Linked DNA regions of Rattus norvegicus: region 2 is linked to region 1. The links are chromatin contacts, called in public Hi-C maps. All regions are on one chromosome and are shown on one strand. The core of a region is the stretch at or near the end of the contact, and the rest is flanking DNA. Distances in the headings are between cores, read along the strand shown.

Region 1 (3,710 bases), core at 453-2,952:
TTTGAGGTTTCAAAAGTCCATGACTTTACACATTAGCTCTCTGCCTACCATTGGCAGCAAAAGATGTAAGTTCCTAGTGGTGCCCCAGTGCCATGCCATGCCTATGTGCCATCCTGCCTGCCTGCTCCTCACCATCATGGTTATAGACCCTAGCCCTCTGGAATTTTGTGTCCTACTAAACTCTTCTATAAGTTGCTTTGATCATGATATCTCATGGCAGTAATAGAAAAGTAGCTAAGATAGAATTGAATCTAAAGCTGAATTCATGTTATGCTAATCTTCTACCACTAAGCTACATCTCCAGTCCCCTTCTAAATTACTCCTCGACCTTAAGTATCACCTGAAATGGGAATTTCTGGTTTCTTTGAAGATTCAGTTATGTTATGAGATGTGAGATGTTTTACTGGAAACTGCATTACGAGAAGCAAACACAAGCGAGGATATTTTGCTGAGAACAGACATATGGTATTTATTTGGGTCCTCCTGAAAAAAGGAATGTGATATTTTGCTAGAGTGGACACTTGAGGGAACATGTGATGTTTGGAAAGTTTGTAAATATAACCCAGCAGACAGTAGATGACGCTGTGTGGCACTGGTTTGTCTTTTGCTCTGCTGTTCCTTGTTGGGCTTTGCTGATACTGGTCTTCAGTGATGAAGCGATTACACTGGTTCACCTTGCCTTCTTCAATGATCATCATTTGTCAGGACTTCAGGACTTTGTAGAGGGAAAAGCATCGAAGAACTTTTGGTGGTGTTTTGACTTTGGATGAATGGCAGAACCTCAGGGTTTCTTCTGGGTCTAACTGCCTTGGCTGATTCTTGAATGTCATTTGTGAGTGGATCAAAATACTGCTGCTGATTCATGTGAACTAAGCTGCTACTGTCTTGACAATGAAGATTGGAATCTCCCCAAAGAACTATTTCTAAACAGGTCAACATTCTTCTTTGGCCTATTAACTTTTCCTTTCCACCACTTCTGCTGAGTACTGGATTAGAAGGGAGCATAAAGTGTTTATGAAACCTTACTAAAGAAGCTTTTGGGGGCTGGGGATTTAGCTCAGTGGTAGAGCGCTTACCTAGGAAGTGCAAGGCCCTGGGTTCGATCCACAGCTCCGAAAAAAAGAACCAAAAAAAAAAAAAAAAGAAGCTTTTGGAAAATATAAGCCTACACTCATGCTTTCACTCCTACTCCTCAATGCTTCCCTTACAGTCCTAGGAAAAGCCACTCCATGGCCACATTTGTTCCTTTTGTATCCTCAAACTCCAACACAGGATGGACTCATAGCATTTGCAAGCTCTACTCAAAAGATGCCTGGTGAGGGCACTTGGCTCTGGTGTCCCAAACACATTCAAGAATTTAAAGGTGTTTGTTTTTCATTTTTGTTTTTGATTTTGATTTTTTTAGAGTAGACTGTAGAAGTTACAGGATACATTGTTTTAATTTTTAGATCTACTTGAAAGTGATGTCTTTTCCATCCTCCTTCAAGCCTTTACTGTTTATTCTCCTCATGTATGTCTCTCCCACATCGAATATTTGAAGGTTTCTTCCTACCATTAGGGTATTAAGTTCTATTCCCTGCTTTTAACCCTAAAAAGCCTTTGGCTAGCCCTGTCACTCACAACTGTGACGCTATGGTCATTCAAGTAGCTTCTTTCCTCCTAAGGAATTTACAACAAACAACAAGTCAGACTGTAGAATACTTTATCCCTTAGAGTATCCCACAGTGCCACCAAAATAGCACGTTTGGAAACCCTACCCTGCCAGCTGTGTTTGAAGAATGTAACCACATAGTTTAGTTGAAAAAAAAAAAAAAAAACGGGATCTTCCAAATTCAAGTGGTATGTGCAGTTTTCTTCTGTTGTTATCAAAATGGAAACAAACATTGTTGTTCACTCCAAACAAATGTTCTGTTTAGAAAAATCAAGAGCGGTGAGAACAACAGAGGGAAACTATGAAGATCTGTGGTTTTCCTTCTATATGAACTGTCTGCTCCCTCTATATTGGGAATACAACTACAATGCTTAGAGACGAGTACAATGGATACATCGAACTTTTCCTTTAGGAGAAAGGCAGTATTTCTTCCACTTATCTGGAGTTAAAAGGAAGACTAAAACTAGTTTCCACATACCTTGATTTTGTGTATTATGTGTGCTGATGAATTCATGTTGGTCTAGTCCCAATGAAATGGCTGGCCCCTGAAAATACACCTAAATTCTGAAGTGTTCCACTGAGTGAAAAATATTTGTACACTAACTTGGGTTCTTTCTGACATGACTGAATAGAAGGCTGGGAAATTTAGCTTATCTAGAATTTAGTCCCAGATCTTGGCATTGTCCAAAGCAATCCAGGAATTCAAGTTACACTAATGCAATCCTCTTTCTTTTTGCCAAAAACAACTTCTGATTGGGTCTTCTACACTTTCTCTGTAGGTCAGACATTCTCCCGCAGATGTGAAGGGTTATGAAGTAGCATCAATCAGTGTTTGAGTATTTGAAAGCCAAGAGGATAGTCTCAAATATTCTGGCCTTTTCTTACTTTTAGCTGAAGGGCTATGAATCCTGCAGCTCTGTGTTGCTGGCAGACTTAACTAGTATATATCATCATGTATAGATTATGAACAAGGAGGACCTCAAGTTTAATTCCCATTGGACCCCAATAAATCTCACACCATAGAATTAAAGACACTCTTCTGTCCTTTAGTTTTCTACTTGTCCATTATCTGTTCCACACACTCCGGATTTTAGAAAAGAAATCATCTGGACTCATAGTAGAATTTTTAAATATTTGCTAAACAGACAAATAGTTTATAACACATGGTCTAATTTGCCAGTAGCTTAAATTTATTAATGATAAGCATCCCCCATATGCTTTGCTCTTGTGAAATCAGTCCTTTGTATTCACAAGTTCTAAGTCTGTAGATTGAACCAATCACAGATCAAAACTATACCCCCAAAACTTTTGAACATACAGGAACTACTCTTTCATTGTTATTCACTAAACAATATACCATGACAACTGCTTACATAGTGTGTACTGTATTAAATTTCTTAATCAGGAATTGGAAATCAAAGTCAGTGTGCTACTCTTCCAGAGTGAATTTGTACATTGTCTGTATAGGATAGAAACCACAAGCATATCAAGGACTTAGTGCTTATGGAAGGTCACTAGAAAGGTCAGCTTCTTTCTCATTCTGTTAGCAATAATAGATGTTCCCCACACCCCTCCTGGGAAAGAAAGAAAGATTAAAGGAATATTTTAAGCAATCTAAAATTTCATTAAGGTCTGTTGTGTTTCTGGCTTCTATTTAGTTTTCGTTTTCCTTGATAATCCACTAAGACTTGAAATAGGTGGTCATTTTTTTTCACCTCTTACTAAAAGAATTCTCAGCCTCACCTGCCTAAGTAAAAACCAAGTTGGGGCGCTAATGTACCAATAACCTCCACATGGCATATGAACACGTCCTCCCATTCCACACAATGAAATGCATGAATTCAAACATAGGGGGAAAAATCTTTGTTTTTGTCATTCTGAATGTACCAATGAAATAAGCACATCTCTGTTAATGTCATTACTCCAAAAGTCTGCTTCCACGCTACTTTTTATAGTTGAGACCTATTTTCTATGAACTTATACCACCAACCTAGTACTTTCTAAAAACATCTTTATCACACCATGATACAGATACCATCTGTGTTGGAATGCCAATGAA
Region 2 (3,501 bases), core at 997-3,496, 530 kb before region 1:
ACTTGAACATGTTGGATGGAATTCCACTCCTCGGATGAGCCACAGGGCACATATAAGGTTTGGGTGAAACATCATCTCAGGTTTTACCTTCCTGCTGTTGAGAGTGTCGTGCTGGTCAGTAATTGAGATAAGCACAGTGAGCATTGTGGAATCAACACATCTCCTGCTCCCAGACGTTATAGAAACATAAACACATCTCCTGCTCCCAGACGTTTGGGGCTCTGTTTACAGATTAAATCTCAGGATGTGTATATTTGACGTTCGTATTCCAGGATATTAATTGCCCAGTGAACTTGTGTGGTGATGGCTCTGTCGTATTAATGTCTGATGGACGCTTTGGAGGTGAAAGGTGCCTTGAGATGTACAGAGGGCATTGTGCAGCAAGTCAAGGACTGCAAAGCTGGAATGTGGGCTTATTTAGTGTGAGCCCAGGTAGGATCCCTAGAACCCTGTAAGAGCTCAACCCTAGAAGGCAAGGTCTAGAAAAGAGGAATGGAATACACAAGTTTTTTGCCTTCTTGTTAATCCACCTCCCCTTTCATTGCTAATCTTCCTGAAATAGCCTAACCACATCTCTAGGGAGCTTTGTGGATTTCGACAAGCATCTCAAAATGTACTGGCAGTTCAAAGGTCAGTTAACAATTTGACCACACAGGTTCTTGAACCATGTCCAAGTCTTTGAGTCTATCCCTGCCATCTCTTTTCTGGAGCAATCTATAGAAAATTCACACAGGAGACAGTGGGCATGATGGGGGCAGGCAGGGGCCTCTGGATCTGCTGAAAGTGGGAAAACATCTGTTCATCTAGATGGTGAAAACACATGTTGGCTCTGGAGTTTGTAATTATTAGTCTGACTGGAGTTATGAAGGGCTCCCAGGAAGTGGAACAATTAGTGGGATGTTCACAGGTACGCAGAACAGCTGGAGGTTCAGCCATCAAAGGAGGTACTGAGAGTGAGAATTTTACATTAAGGTTTTCTCCTCCTCCTCCTCCTCCTCCTCCTCCTCCTCCTCCTCCTCCTCCTCCTCCTCCTCCTCTCCTTCTCAGCTCCTCCTCTTCTTCTTCCTCACCCTTATCCTCCTTCAACTTTTCCTACTCTTCCTCCTGCTTCTGCTGTTTTACCTCTTCCTCTTCCTCTTCCTCTTCCTCTTCCTCTTCCTCTTCCTCTTCCTCTTCCTCTTCCTCTTCTTCTTCTTCTTCTTCTTCTTCTTCTTCTTCTTCTTCTTCTTCTTCTTCTTCTTCTTCTTCTTCTTCCCCTTGATCTCCTCATAATCTTTGCTTTCCTCCTCCTCCTCTTTTTCTCCACCTCCTCCTCCTTCTAACATGGTGCATTATATGACTTCAACATAATCCTGAGATTTGTCAAGTTGAGGCCACAGGCCTCCTCACATCAATACAAAGCATTTGGTGTGTCCTTATGTTTCATCCTGAGTTGAGCTATGCGGTGTTGGGGAAACTATTACATGAGTATGAAGGTACCCGGGATGTTACTGTAGTTTCTCTCCATTTGCCTTCCATCCTTGGCACAAGGCAAACCCATAGACTTTTAAAGATGATGAAACCAGAAAGCTAAGGGAAGAAGTCCAGACTTAAGATAACTCTGTTACTTCTTCTATCTGTGTTGTTGTCTCTAACCATCTAGATGTATCCAGGTATCAAATCTTTATTTGCTAAGAACCTTTCAGAATTGAGAGGTCAAATAATCCAAACCTCTAAAACAGTTACAAAAGAATGATTCTAATATGATGTTTATCTTTGTTTAAAACAGCACTGGAAAATACAACCTTCAGTTTTTCTTCAGTTGCTTTTTAAGTGGTGGAGAAAAAACACCAGATCCTGTGTGTATTTATCTAGTTTGAGTCATCTCCTAAATATTTAATTCAATGTTAAATTGCTTTAAAAATAAAATTGCTCCCTTTTCCCTTGAAACTAAGTTAGTTTTGCCTCATAAACACTAAGAAAATAAGGAAAAAAATTAAAAATCATGTTAGGAGTAGCAATGACAAGTAACATGAGGCATTGACTGTAGGCTTATATTGGCAACCATAATTTTACATATACTCACTAATATCCCTGCCTGGCAAACACAGTGTCAGGAGTAACATAGCAAGGTAAAGCAGGCATGGTCCCTGCCCCTTGAAACAGTCTGCAGAGGCTGCAGCTGAGGTGAGCTTTCTCTGTACAGGATCATTTTTATAGAACAAAAAGATCTCCAGGAAACACTATATGGCATCTTCCGTCCCTGCATCTTCGTGACTCACAGGAAAACCTTTTCAGCTGACTTAAGCCTGAACTGGGGTGGGAGGGTGCAAAGAAGGAAGGAGAGGAAAGAAAAAGAAAAGCAAGAGCTAAATACATCTGACAACAAATTCGAGATCATAAACCGTGGGATTCCTTCATAATACCACACACTTTAGAATCAGGCCGTATTTTTCATTTGACATGGATTTAAAGGTAGCTCAAAGAAAACATGGGATTAACTGTAAGTAGTGGGATAGTAACCATGAGCCAAGCTTGCAAATAAACACATCAGAGACTTGGTCTAAAAAAAGACAGAGCACAAATAATGTCCTCTTGATGTGCCTACAGTTTCGTTCGACTGTTCCCAGGTCATGAACTAATTTGCCAAAAAAGAGGTTAACTCCAGTGCAGCAGGCAGCATTTGAGGAAACAGGTTTTGTGCATACTGCCTATGGAGTCAGGGGGCTGGAAGCCCTGCCTATATAATAGCTCTCAGATGAGCACTTTAAAACACTCTCGTGTATGTGAATGGATGCACGGGGCTTTAGGACACTGCAGACTAAGGTCCTTAACAAATGTGGGCTTGGCTTGTTCCCAAATGGATGTCTCCTGAATTAGCCTAAATAAATTTGTTTGAGGGCTTGGGTGACCTTGGGCAATCTACTCCCCCTTTCCAAGAGTGAGGTGTCCTTCATATAAAGCAAGGGATTGGGATGAGTTGATCTTTTCAATTCTCTCCCAGGATCCAGAGGCCCTTCCCTAAAGATTCAACACAGGAAAGCTGACCTCTGCCCCTAGAAGCTTCCAGCTGAAGGAGAACAGAAAAGTAGCCAAAGCCCAGGGAGCTCAGCAGGAGGGTGATTTCCAGCTACACTAATCTTCCAGAACTCCAGGACTCAGATTCATTGGAGGGTGAACAGCAGCATTATATCATTTCCAGGCAAAGCCCCGAGTTCTCGGTGCAGTTCCCATGGTTTCCCCCTGGCTCTGTGCATTGCATCATTTGCTGCCACTGATCTAGCTCTTCCAGTCTCCTGACTTTGAACATGCGCAGATGGCTTTTCCTCGGTGACTTGTTCCGGCACACACATTCCCGGACTTCGTTTCCACCATTCTCGGTGTGTAGACCGAGAATGACCAGCACCTACCTGTGCTTATTGACCACCCGAAGAATCAAACGCAGCAGTGGCTTATGGGGACCACCCACCTAACTGTTCCAGAGCCGAGGTTGTCCTTTCTCACAACACAGGCGCTGGGAAC

What was found. A called contact is a pair of places that touch in the nucleus more often than the background predicts.
Region 2: a contact with region 1 is called in a Hi-C map of the A7r5 cell line, with 3 times the contacts expected there. The contact joins two enhancer-like sites. A contact is called at or near these places in 2 of 12 Hi-C or Micro-C datasets (the A7r5 cell line and psoas muscle).

Annotation. Positions count from the first base shown.
Region 1 is chr6:38,392,778-38,396,487 of GRCr8, reverse strand. No RefSeq gene overlaps it. Among named protein-coding and RNA genes, the nearest start is that of Osr1, 300 kb to the right of the region's middle. Within about 2 kb of position 1,702, at least 3 of the 93 cell types and tissues checked have an H3K27ac peak or open chromatin away from gene starts, as enhancers often do. A contact at or near this core is called in the A7r5 cell line, where this site is marked.
Region 2 is chr6:38,921,471-38,924,971 of GRCr8, reverse strand. No RefSeq gene overlaps it. Among named protein-coding and RNA genes, the nearest start is that of Rdh14, 48 kb to the right of the region's middle. Within about 2 kb of position 2,246, at least 4 of the 93 cell types and tissues checked have an H3K27ac peak or open chromatin away from gene starts, as enhancers often do. A contact at or near this core is called in the A7r5 cell line, where this site is marked.